Linked DNA regions of Mus musculus: region 1 is linked to region 2. A link is a contact called in public promoter capture Hi-C data. All regions are on one chromosome and are shown on one strand. Each heading gives the region's core, a stretch centred on a gene start, on an enhancer-like site or on the middle of the called end of the contact. The rest is flanking DNA. Distances are from core to core; before and after follow the strand shown. Region 1 holds the start of Rom1 (rod outer segment membrane protein 1). Region 2 holds the start of Lrrn4cl (LRRN4 C-terminal like).

Region 1 (5,600 bases), core at 253-2,752, 79 kb after region 2:
TCTGCAAATACCGCAAACCAAGGAGCACTAGAATCTGTGGGGGGAAGCAAGTGCAAAGGGTGATTGTCAGTGGGTTTGGGGTCACAGAGCTGAAAGTAGGAGTCAGGGCCCTTAGCTGACTAACCTGCAGCAATAAGGTGACAGCCAGAATACTTCCCAGTGTGCCTGATAAACCCTGCAGGTGTTCCAGCAGCACTTCATGGCACCCTTGGGCCCAGAGGTTTAGGTTGGGCTGCCGAGGATCGAAGAGTGGATGGGCATAGGGGTCCGAGAGTTGGCTTTGCAGGCAAGGCCGGGGTGAGTGGGGATTACAACAGGAGAAGGGGACGCCATCAATCAGATATAAGCCTTCCACATTGCTCTGGATCCGGCTGCAAAGGCATAGACAAGATAGTCATGAGGCGGCAGAGAGGAGCATCTGAGAGCAGGGGCAGTTGAGAACAATGATTATACAACATTTACTGAGTTCTTCACTATTCAAGCTTGCATAATTCATTTATCTCCACAACTCTGTAAGATAGGAGTCTGTCTGGAAGATAAAGACGGGCATAGTTATCTCCATTTTACAGATGAGGAATGGGCCCACAGCGGTTTAGCAACATGCCCTGGGCTGATAAATAGAATTATAACCCAGCCTCTCAGCCACCGTGCTCTATTTATCGCACGTCCAGGTAAGAATCTCAAGGCTAAGGAGGAAGAGGAAGACAAAAGAAGCAAATCAGTCACTTACTCAACTACATCTTGGTCACTGGGGTCCAAGTAACGGTTGCTGACCCACTGAACACCAAACCAATCCTTGTAGCCATGGCGCCCGCAGCAATGGTACCTCAACTGCAACTCATCCATCAGACGTTTGGCCTGACAGCGTCCAGGCACCTCTGTGTCCTTGTAGTGAGCCAAGGCAGCCTCCAGGCCCTCCTCCAGTCCCTGGTTGAGACTTACTGGCAAAGCCAGGGCTAGCCCCAGGGCAAGGGTCAGCAGCCCCCCACCTGCAGCTGTGCCAACCGCTAGCAGTGGAGTCAAGACCCCTCTCCAGGGGGGGTATTGAGCTGCATCCAGACTTGCCCGGCTGGCTCCTGCGCCTCCTAGCCCTGTGCCTAGAGCCACCGTTCCCGCTGCCAGGGCAGTCTGGGGCAGAGCAGGGAATGAACAAGAGGGTGCCAGGAAGGTGCCAAGGTGCCCCAGCTGTACCAGAAGGTGCCCGCTACAAAGGAGGGTGAGGCCACCGACCAATGCCAGCAGCCAGGAGAGGAGCCAGATGCCCTGTGCCAAACGGATACGGGGTTGGAGGGGCAGCACCACGGGCAGCACCGGCGCCATCTCCCATCTCTGCCCAAGGGAGTGAGAAGCCGTCGGGGCTTGGGGTTGGCTAGGGCAGGCAGGATGCTGAGTCAGCCCAGCCTGGCTTCAACAGGGCTAATGCCACCCTGACCCCAATACCCTGGACATCCTTCCACTCTAGCCTTAATAACCCTCTGCAGGCTCCGATTCAGGATGCTTCTTAGCCTTGCCCTTTAGGAAAGGCCCCGCCCCCGGGCTTAAGGCCCATTTCGTGACCCCGCCCTGCCCTTTCGCGGAAGTGAGTTTGGTACGCTGGGCTTCAGGCTTAAGAGACCCAGATCTCAAGCTCTACGTCCCCTCCCAGGTCCTCTGGGAGCCTGCGGGCCGGAAGCCGGGCAAGAGCCTGGCGGGGTGAAGGGTCAGCCGTGTGTCCCCGCCTCCGGCCTGAGCCTCGGGTCCCGGACAGGGAAGGGTTACCTGGCGGCCCGCCCCCCCCCTCCGGCCCGCCTCCCTCCCGCGCTTGCTGGCGACTCCGTGTCCCGCGCCTGTTTGTGCTGCAGCGCAGGGGCTCCGGACGGCCCGTCACCGCACCCCGGGAGCCTAACCCCGAGAGAGTAAAAGAACCGGTTCCACAGCGCCCCCCTCTAACTCCTGACCCCCACGCTCGTCAGCGCCCCCGAGGGGTGGCACGGCTCCCCTCCGCGCGCGCTCGAGTGCTTCCTTCCCCTCTCCCTAGCCATGGCCCCCGCGGCTTAGACGCCTCCGACGACGCTGCTCGGAGCAACGCGGGGGCCGGATGGACGGGGCTGCGGGGCCCGGTGAGTACGGGGCGGGGCGGCCGGCGTGGCCTGGATTCCCTGAGCGCCAGCCGGACGGGCACTGCTAGTGCTGGACCGCTGTCTAGTGGCGTGCTCGCGTGCTCCTGCGCCTCGGGGGCTCTGAGCATCCTCCTCAGTTCTTCAGGTCGTCCAATTCTAGTTCCTAGGAACCCGCTACAGTCATTTTGGACTTCCTTAATGCCATTCTACTCCTTGGTTCCCTGTGCCCCTCTGAGTTTCCCTGACCACTGTGTCACACTGGGCCTCTTCCCCGGGAATTCCGGGTCTTCTTATTTCGGACTTCTACCCTTACCTTGGGATGTACACTGTAACAGCTCTCCACTGATATGCTGTACAGTCACCGGATTGTGTGCCTTACACCCCGGCCTCTCAGTCTGACTTTACTGTCCAGTTCACTTTCCTGTGTCTCTAGCTTGTTGGCTGTGTTTGCATTTGTAGAGACTTGCGCTTGCTGGTGGGGTGAGAGGGCTGCGTGCGGTTCCACACCAGTATTGCTCCTGTGTCTCTCTCTGGCTCCCACGTACCTCGGCAGTATTCCATGTTTCCCCCCCCCCTGGTATTCCATAATACTTTGTCTCTGTGGAGGCTGAGACAGCAGCAGGAAGAGTTTTGCCAGGCTCATTGCCTGTCCTGCTAGGAGGAGGCACTTTGGCCCCCTACCATCTCTGTCCACCTCCTCGCCGCTGGATGAGCTTTCGAGTTTTAGACTACTCGAAAGGGTTAGCTCTATTGAATGGTTGCATTGTAACATTGGGTGGGAGGACAAAACCAGCTCTGCCCTCCAGGTAGTGGCACTTTTCTGAGTGCTTCTTGCCCCTTTCCCAGGTGAGGGCCCTGCTCATGAGACCCTGCAGACCCTGAGCCAGCGACTTCGGGTGCAGGAAGAAGAGATGGAACTGGTAAAAGCGGCTTTAGCAGAAGCCCTTCGCCTGCTGCGGCTGCATGGCTCCACCACAACCCTGCAGGGCTCTGGCATATCAGCCCCGACAAGGAACAGGTATATATGCTAGCACACTCATTCTGCCTTCCTGGGAACTTTGGGGCATCAGGTTAATTTGCTGTCTCCTCAGCAGCATCACAGTCCCTCCAGGACTGCCACCTACATGCAGCCCTTCCTTGGTGACCAGAGGCACCCAAACGGAAGAAGAATTGGAGATTGTTCCATCCTCTGGACCCCCTGGCCTGAGCAATGGTCCTCCAGCTCTTCAGGGGGGCAGTGAAGAACCTAGTGGGACCCAGTCTGAAGGAGGGTGCAGCAGCAGCAGTGGGGCAGGCTCCCCTGGCCCCCCAGGAATCCTCAGGCCGGTGCAGCCTCTTCAGCGTTCTGACACGTAGGTATCCTGTGGTGGTAGCTAGGATGGATGGGAAATCTGAGAAACAGGCTTGATTTTTCACTTTTTCATTCTGTCCCACCAGGCCCCGAAGAAATTCTTCCTCCTCCTCCTCCCCCTCAGAGCGGCCCAGGCAGAAACTCTCCAGGAAGGCAGCTTCCTCAGCTAACCTGCTATTGCGGTCAGGGAGCACAGAGAGGTGGGTAAGCCTCACCTTCCTCCTTTAACTTGCTGTATCCCAGGCTTAGCTTCTTGACTTTCTCCATTCCTGGGTGGGGTAGGTGACCTCATTACCCAACAGGAAGAAAGAAACAAAGCATTCCTTGGGACTCCTGCAATGTTTGGGGCCCTGTGCTGCAGCTCTCCTCCATGTCATTCAGGCCCTGTAACATCTTTGGTGACTAGGTGGTCTCTCATGTTTTCTGTTGCACAGGTGAAGCAGGCTCAGAGAGGGCAGTCAGTTGCCTCAGGTCACAGAGTCAAGCTCTGGACCCGATTTTTCCTGATTCTGGTTCTGCTGACATTTTCATACCACAACATACCTTCCAAAATTCTAGGAGCTAAAAGCTCTGATGACAGTTTATTTAGTTAGTTAAGACAGGGTCTCATCACAGTCAGCTATTGGATGGATCACAGGGCCCCCAATGGAGGAGCTAGAGTAAGTACCCAAGGAGCTAAAGGGATCTGCAACCCTATAGTTGGAACAACATTATGAACTAACCAGTACCCCGGAGCTCTTGACTCTAGCTGCATATGTATCAAAAGATGGCCTAGTCGGCCATCACTGGAAAGAGAGGCCCATTGGACTTGCTAACTTTATATGCCCCAGTACAGGGGAACGCCAGGGCCAAAAAGTGGGAGTGGGTGGGTAGGGGAGGGCGGGGGAGGGTATGGGGGACTTTTGGGATAGCATTGGAAATGTAAATGAGGAAAATACCTAATAAAAGATATTAAAAAAAAAAAAAAGGACAGGGTCTCAGGTATGATAGTCCTTTCTTGGCCTCCAGAGTGTTGGGAAGATACCTAGCAGCTCTGGTGATCTTTCCCAGTGGCTATCCTCAGAGTTTCAGCCAATCCCCATTCCCTACAGAGTCCTGCTCTGCCTACTCCTGTAGCATCCTAGTGCCAGGAAGCCTGCTGGTGTGGGGTCACTGTCTTAGTGGACCTGAAGGTCTACTCCAGCCTTGTCCTTTCTCACCTTCTACTATGTTCTCTGAAGAGCTATTGTTAGCTTATCATCCAGTGATAGTGACCTCTGGAATTCAATTGTCACTTTCCTTTTGGGAGATTTTGCCTACCTTCCAGATTCCTGAAAGGCAGGTTGGTATATATTCTGACCTCATTTTACAAATATGGAAATAAAAAGGTCAGTAGAGGCCTAGAAGAAAGGGCACAGGCTATAGTTCTATGGTTCTGTTGTTTCACCTTTATATTGCCTTCCCTTTCTTCCTTCTTTCTTTCTTTCTTTCTTTCTTTCTTTCTTTCTTTCTTTCTTTCTTTCTTTCTTTCTTTCTTTCTTTTATTCTTTCTTTCTTTCTCTCTCTCTCTCTTTCTCTCTCTCTCTCCTTCCTTCCTTCCTTCCTTCCTTCCTTCCTTCTTTCCTTCCCCCCCCACCTCTCTTTCAACTAAAAGTCCCCATCTCTCTAGAGCCCTAACAGTGACCCCACATTAGCAGGCTGACTGGGAGGAACCTCCTGTCAGTATCTTTTTTTGTTTTGTTTTGTTTTTTGTTTTTGGTTCGAGACAGGGTTTTTCTGTGTAGCCCTGGCTGTCCTGTAACTCACTTGGTAGACTCAGAAATCCGCCTGCTTCTGCCTCCCGAGTGTTGGGATTAAAGGCATGCGCCACCATGCCCGGCTCCTGTCAGTATCTTGTCCCCACTTCTCTCAGGTCTTGACACTTGATCCTGGTCTTATACTTTTACCTCTTCTCAATAGCCGGGGGAACAAAGACCCTCTGTCCAGTCCTGGGGGTCCCGGATCTCGGAGGAGCAATTATAACTTAGGTATGTAACAGAGAAGTGGAGGGAAGAACTCGCATGATGGAATTAGTCAGGTACGGTGGGTTTGCTGCTCTGGCCTTCAGGAGGGAGGCTTATTTCCCTGCTTTTTCCTGTAGAAGGCATTTCAGTGAAGATGTTCCTTCGTGG
Region 2 (5,218 bases), core at 830-3,329:
GGACATATTTTAGAGTCAGTTCTCTCCATCCACCACCATGTGGGTTCCGCAGAGTCAAACTTGGGTCATGGAAGATTTTGTTTTATGTATCTCTGTATGAACCTACATAAACATATGCACCACATGTGTGCAAATGCCCGTAAGGTCAGAAGAGGGTAGATCCCCAGAGGCTGGAGTTATAGAGAGTTATGAGCTACCATATCGAAGCTGGGAACCAAACCTATATCTGCTGTAAGACCAGGAAACTCTCTTAACCACTGGGCCATCATTCCAGCCCTGGGTATCAGTTTTTTATTATTTGTTTTTATATCTGTGTATGTGTGCTGCTTCTCTGGATGTATGGACATGTGGGTTGCTAAGAGAGAGGTAGAAGAGGATGTCAGATCCCCTGGAGCTGGAGTTACAGGTGTCTGTGAGCCTCCCCACATGAGTGCTGGGATCTGAACTGTACTCTCTGAGAACAGCCAGCAAGCACTCTTAACTACTCAGACATCTCTTTAGCCCCCCAGTGTGTTCCCATTTTAAGTGTTTTATTTTTTATTCTGTGCATGTGAGTTTGGGTACCACTGGAGGCTGGAAGGGGGCATTTAATCTCCCAGAACTGCAGATACATGGCTGTGAATAAGCCACTGTCTTAGGGTTCTATTGCTGTGATAAAACACCACAACCAAAAAGCAAGTTGGGGAGAAAAGGGTTTATTTGGCTTACACTTCCATATTGCTGTTCATCAAAGGAAATTAGGTCAGCAACCTGGGGGCAGGAGCTGATGCAGAGCCCATGGAGGGGTGCTGTTCCACTTAGCTTGCTCAGCCTGCTTTCTTATAGAACCAAAGATGACCAGCCCAGGGATGCCCCCATCCATGATGGGCTGGGCCCTCCACCACCAATCTCTAGTTAAGAAAATACCTTACAGCCAGATGTTGTGGAGCTTGTCTCAAGATTTCTCCCTTTTAGATGACTAGTTTGTGTGTCAACTTGACATAAGACCAGCCCACACAGCCACCATCTAGTGCTAAGATTTGAAATTGGAAGACTGGCCAATACTCTTTTTTTTTTTTTTTTTAAATATATAAGCCCACGGGGCCATTTTTTTTAAATTTTATTATTATATGTAAGTACACTGTAGCTGTCTTCAGACACACCAGAAGAGGGAGTCAGATCTTGTTACGGATGGCTGTGAGCCACCATGTGGTTGCTGGGATTCGAACTCTGGACCTTCGGAAGAGCAGTCGGGTGCTCTTACCCACTGAGCCATCTCACCAGCCCCCTGGCCAATACTCTTAACTACTAAGCCATCTCTCTAGCCCTGTACTGCTTTTGTTTTGTTTTGTTTTGTTTTGAAGATAGGGTTTCTCTGTGTAGCCTTGGCTGTCCTGAAACTCACTTTGTAGACCAGGCTGGCCTCGAACTCAGAAATCCGCCTGCCTCTGCCTCCCGAGTACTGGGATTAAAGGCATGAGCCATCACGCCAGGCTGTTTTCTTCCTTTTTTATTATTAAGTTTTAAACATTCTTAGAGGCTGGCCTCAAACCTTTAGCAACTCTTCTGCCACAGATCCCAAGTACTGAATTACAAGCGTTATGGCTTTGGCTTATTTTCTGAGGTAGGGTCTCACTATGTTACGCAGGCTGTTTCCTAGTGATCGTCCTCAGCCTCCCTAGTGCTAAGAAATTCAGGCATGCACCACCACACTCAATGTAGCTCTTTCCGTCCATAACCTGGGGAAGAAACCCTGTCCTGGCCAGTAAGAGGCATCCTGCTCTAGCATGTGATTCTCATCTCCCTCAGGGGAGGGGGTCAGAGGAGGGCGTGCCCGGAGAGCATCACTCTGGACTTTACACCCCTCCCTTTTCTGTCCATTGGGAGGCAGAAGACAGGAAATGACTGCCATGAACGCGGAAGGATTTTTACCAAAACAGCTTTTTGTAATTTAGGCCCCAAGCCATCCACAGATGTTTTCCTGTCTGATACCAGCCAGGTGCCCTCCCTCCCTCCCTCCTCCGATAATACTCCTCTCCCCATCCTTTCACATGACTGCAGCCTTTGGATTCTCAGTTCCTGGCTGCTTTCCACATTTCATTCCTCTGTCAGAACCCAGGCATCCTGGCCTCCAGCTGAAACCGCTGCATGTGGCTTCCCCTCTCCCTGGCCCCGTGACTCAGTCCCTCTGAGGGAACCAGCCCTCTTCTTGGCACACAGGGGCTAGGTGATGACATCAGAGTTGAGGAGTATAAAAGTTCTCAACCAAAATAGAATTGAAGATACAACCTGACAGTGGCCTCTCCGCCTGATAGCCACGGATATCTGGGGGCAAACCCTCACTGTGACGAGGCCTACCCACTGGTGAGGGGCTACTGTGGGTCCCGGGAAGAGGGTGCACAGAGAGAAGTCTGAATTGCCTGAGCGGGATTTGTACAAATGCAGGTAGGGAGGGAGGACTCCAGTGCCCACCGCCGCCCTTTCTTCCTTCATCTCCTGCCTTCTCTCTGGATTTTTGTAAATCTTACTAAGCATTGCTCTAGATTGGTTATTTCTCAGGATGGCTGTGGACTCAGTCCACCTTTCTTCCCCAAACTGAATAAATCCTTTCCTCTACCTCTTTCCCCAGCACTTTTGTTTATCCATTAGATGCCTGCTTCTAGCACTTTGCACGGTGCTTCCCAAACATCTCTCTCTCCTGTGGGGCCGTATTTCATTATTTTTATCCCAAACAAAGCAGTCATTTGTGATGTTAATAATTCTAATGATTTGGAGGTGTAGACAGAGTTGAAGGGCAGCCTTAGACCAGCCAAAAATCCAGAACACTGGCTTCTGAAAAGCCAGTTGACAATGACTGTATGTCTCAGCCCACCTCTTTCGGTCTTGATTCTATGTTGTACTTTTCACATAGTGTACTTTTCACATACTTCACATAGCCCTGGAAGACAGGGCTGACAGCATTTACCCATTCACTCTTTCTCTTCCAGACTCCATGTTGGGCTCTCTTTCCCTTCTGTGGCTGGCAGCCATGACCACCTCCTTGGTTTCCCAACCTCAGATCTTGACCCTGGAAGACTACCAGGAAGGGGAAGAGGATGATGTGACAGTAGCTACACCTTCCTTAGCTGTCCGTTGCGACTATGACCGTTGCCGCCACCTGCAGGTGTCCTGCCAGGAGCTGCAGAAGGTTGGGCCAGTAGCCTGCCTGTGCCCAGGGCTCTCCAGGGAAGATCAACAGCCAGAGCCTCCTCGCCTGGGAGAAGTGCAAATAATGGCTGAAGAAGGCTACGCAGTGGTTCACTGGTGTGCTCCCTTCTCTCCAGTCAGCCACTACTGGCTTCTGCTTTGGGAAAGCAACGGGGCTCCACAGAAGAGTGCCCCTCTCAATGCTACAGTTCGAAGAGCAGAGCTGAAGGGACTAAAGCCTGGGGTTGCTTATGTCCTTTGCGTGGTGGCTGCTAATGACGCAGGTGAGAGCAATGTTCCTGGGGCAGAAGTCGAGGGTCCTGAGAACTGGACTGGCCCTTCCTTTGGGCCCTGTCGCAAGTTTATCATGCCGCCTAAGCCTGTTACCCTGGTCTATGCAGCCGTGGGAGTGGGCACAGCCTTAGCTCTGCTGAGCTGTGCAGCCCTGGTTTGGCATTTCTGCCTTCGTGAGCGATGGGGTTGCCCCCGACGTCAAGGTATGGCCCAAGCGTCAGAAGCTCTCTGACAGGAGTCCCCTCGACTACAAACAACTCATCTGGAGAGCCCAACCCACTCCCAGGAGGAGTGTGGGGCTTGTTGCCACCTGGCAACCAGAGGCACAGCCAAGCCAGAGCGGAAGCCCAGGCAATTAGCCTCAGCACTGAGGGCTTGGTTAGTCCCTAACTGGTCACTATGTTCCTTCCCTGTTGGGGGTTAGAAAAAGTAGCAATTATTCCTTGGAGGTCTGATGAAAATGATTTAAGCTTTATGGGTTTGAAGGGGTAAAATTACAGACATTATACATGAACTTATATATAGCCAGTTAAAATGGAGCTATTTAAAGGCCTGGCATGGTGGTTTACAATTTTAGTCTCCAGCACCCTGGAAGCAGAGGCAGGCGGATCTGAGTTTCCAAAGCAGCCTGATCTACATAGAAAGATTCCAGGCCAACCCAGATAATATAGTGAGACCCTGTCTCAAAAAGAGTAAAACAGAAGCAAAACAAACAAAAGGTGGGGCGGGATAGAGAGATTGTTCAGCAGTTAAGAATACTGGCTATTTTTCCAGAGGACAGAATTTTATTCCTAGCATCCACATGGCAGCTCACAACCATCTGTAATTCCATTTCCAGGAGATCCAGTGTCTAATTCTGACCTCTGCCAGCATCAGGCACATACATACGCACACATACATACATACATACATACATACACACACACACACACACACACACACACACAGAGAGAGACAAAACACTCATACACATAAAATAAAAATTAATTTGAAGTGTAGCTGTTTAAAAATGTAAACTGTTCATAGCTCATAGGTCTCTCACAGCAAGCAGCAGACTACATTTGGCCTGTTGGCTGATTTGCCAACACCTATCATTCTCAAAGGGACTTTGTGACTGTCGGTGGCTTCCCTGCATATTTTGAGAATAAGCTGAGTTTTGCCAACACCTGTTATTCTGAAAAGGACTCTGCGACTGTGGGTGGCTTCCACGCATATTTTGAGAATAAGCAGGGTAGATGTGGAGACTGGAGCTCTGTCTTTCTGCTACTTGTTGTTTCCTTCCTAAGGATGATCCTGCTCAGACTCCACCTGGGGCTATGGAAGCTGGGGATTAAAAATCAGCATGGGCTGGAGGAGACAGGGCCCAAGCTTCTGGCTACATAAGTTAGTGGTCTTGTTTGTTTTGGGGGTTTTTGTTTGTTTGTTTTTTCAAGACAGGGTTTCTCTGTGTAGCTCTGGCTGTCCTGGAACTCACTTTGTAGACCAGGCTGGCCTCGAACTCAGAAATCCGCCTGCCTCTGCCTCCCAAGTGCTGGGATTAAAGGCATGCGCCACCACCGCCCAGCAGTGGTTTTATTTGTAACTAACAGTTTATACCAATGACTCCCCACAACTTTGTGTAATTGTTTTTCCACTGTATTAACATTAAAGGGAATCTAAAATCATTACATTTTCAGTTTCATGATCTTGTTTAATTCCATATAGATTTTTTTCATTATGACTTAGACTTTTGGCCAAGATTAAAGGTATGACTATTTTT

Evidence for each region. Promoter capture Hi-C pulls out the DNA fragments that hold promoters and counts their contacts.
Region 1: a contact with region 2 is called in a promoter capture Hi-C map of liver. The contact joins the promoter of Rom1 here to the promoter of Lrrn4cl in region 2. A contact is called at or near these places in 21 of 39 promoter capture datasets (the 3T3-L1 cell line, 3T3-L1-derived adipocytes, the C10 cell line and 14 more), 1 of 15 datasets of contacts at CTCF or cohesin (the NIH/3T3 cell line), 21 of 484 Hi-C or Micro-C datasets (the AML12 cell line, B cells, the G1E-ER4 cell line and 14 more), 11 of 115 datasets of contacts at active chromatin or transcription factors (the SCID.adh cell line, bone marrow-derived dendritic cells, bone marrow-derived macrophages and 6 more) and 4 of 9 other capture datasets (adipose tissue, liver, macrophages and 1 more).

The regions. Positions count from the first base shown.
Region 1 is chr19:8,927,854-8,933,453 of GRCm38.p6, forward strand. It overlaps Rom1 (rod outer segment membrane protein 1), which reads right to left and starts at 1,503. Exons shown (of 3, transcript NM_009073.4): 1 at 731-1,503; 2 at 125-371; 3 at 1-34. The coding sequence starts at 1,320. It overlaps Eml3 (echinoderm microtubule associated protein like 3), which reads left to right and starts at 1,841. Exons shown (of 22, transcript NM_144872.1): 1 at 1,841-2,099; 2 at 2,946-3,117; 3 at 3,191-3,451; 4 at 3,537-3,650; 5 at 5,389-5,456; 6 at 5,570-5,600. The coding sequence starts at 2,078.
Region 2 is chr19:8,848,689-8,853,906 of GRCm38.p6, forward strand. It overlaps Lrrn4cl (LRRN4 C-terminal like), which reads left to right and starts at 2,080. Exons shown (of 2, transcript NM_001013019.3): 1 at 2,080-2,424; 2 at 2,967-5,218. The coding sequence starts at 2,972. The coding sequence ends at 3,691.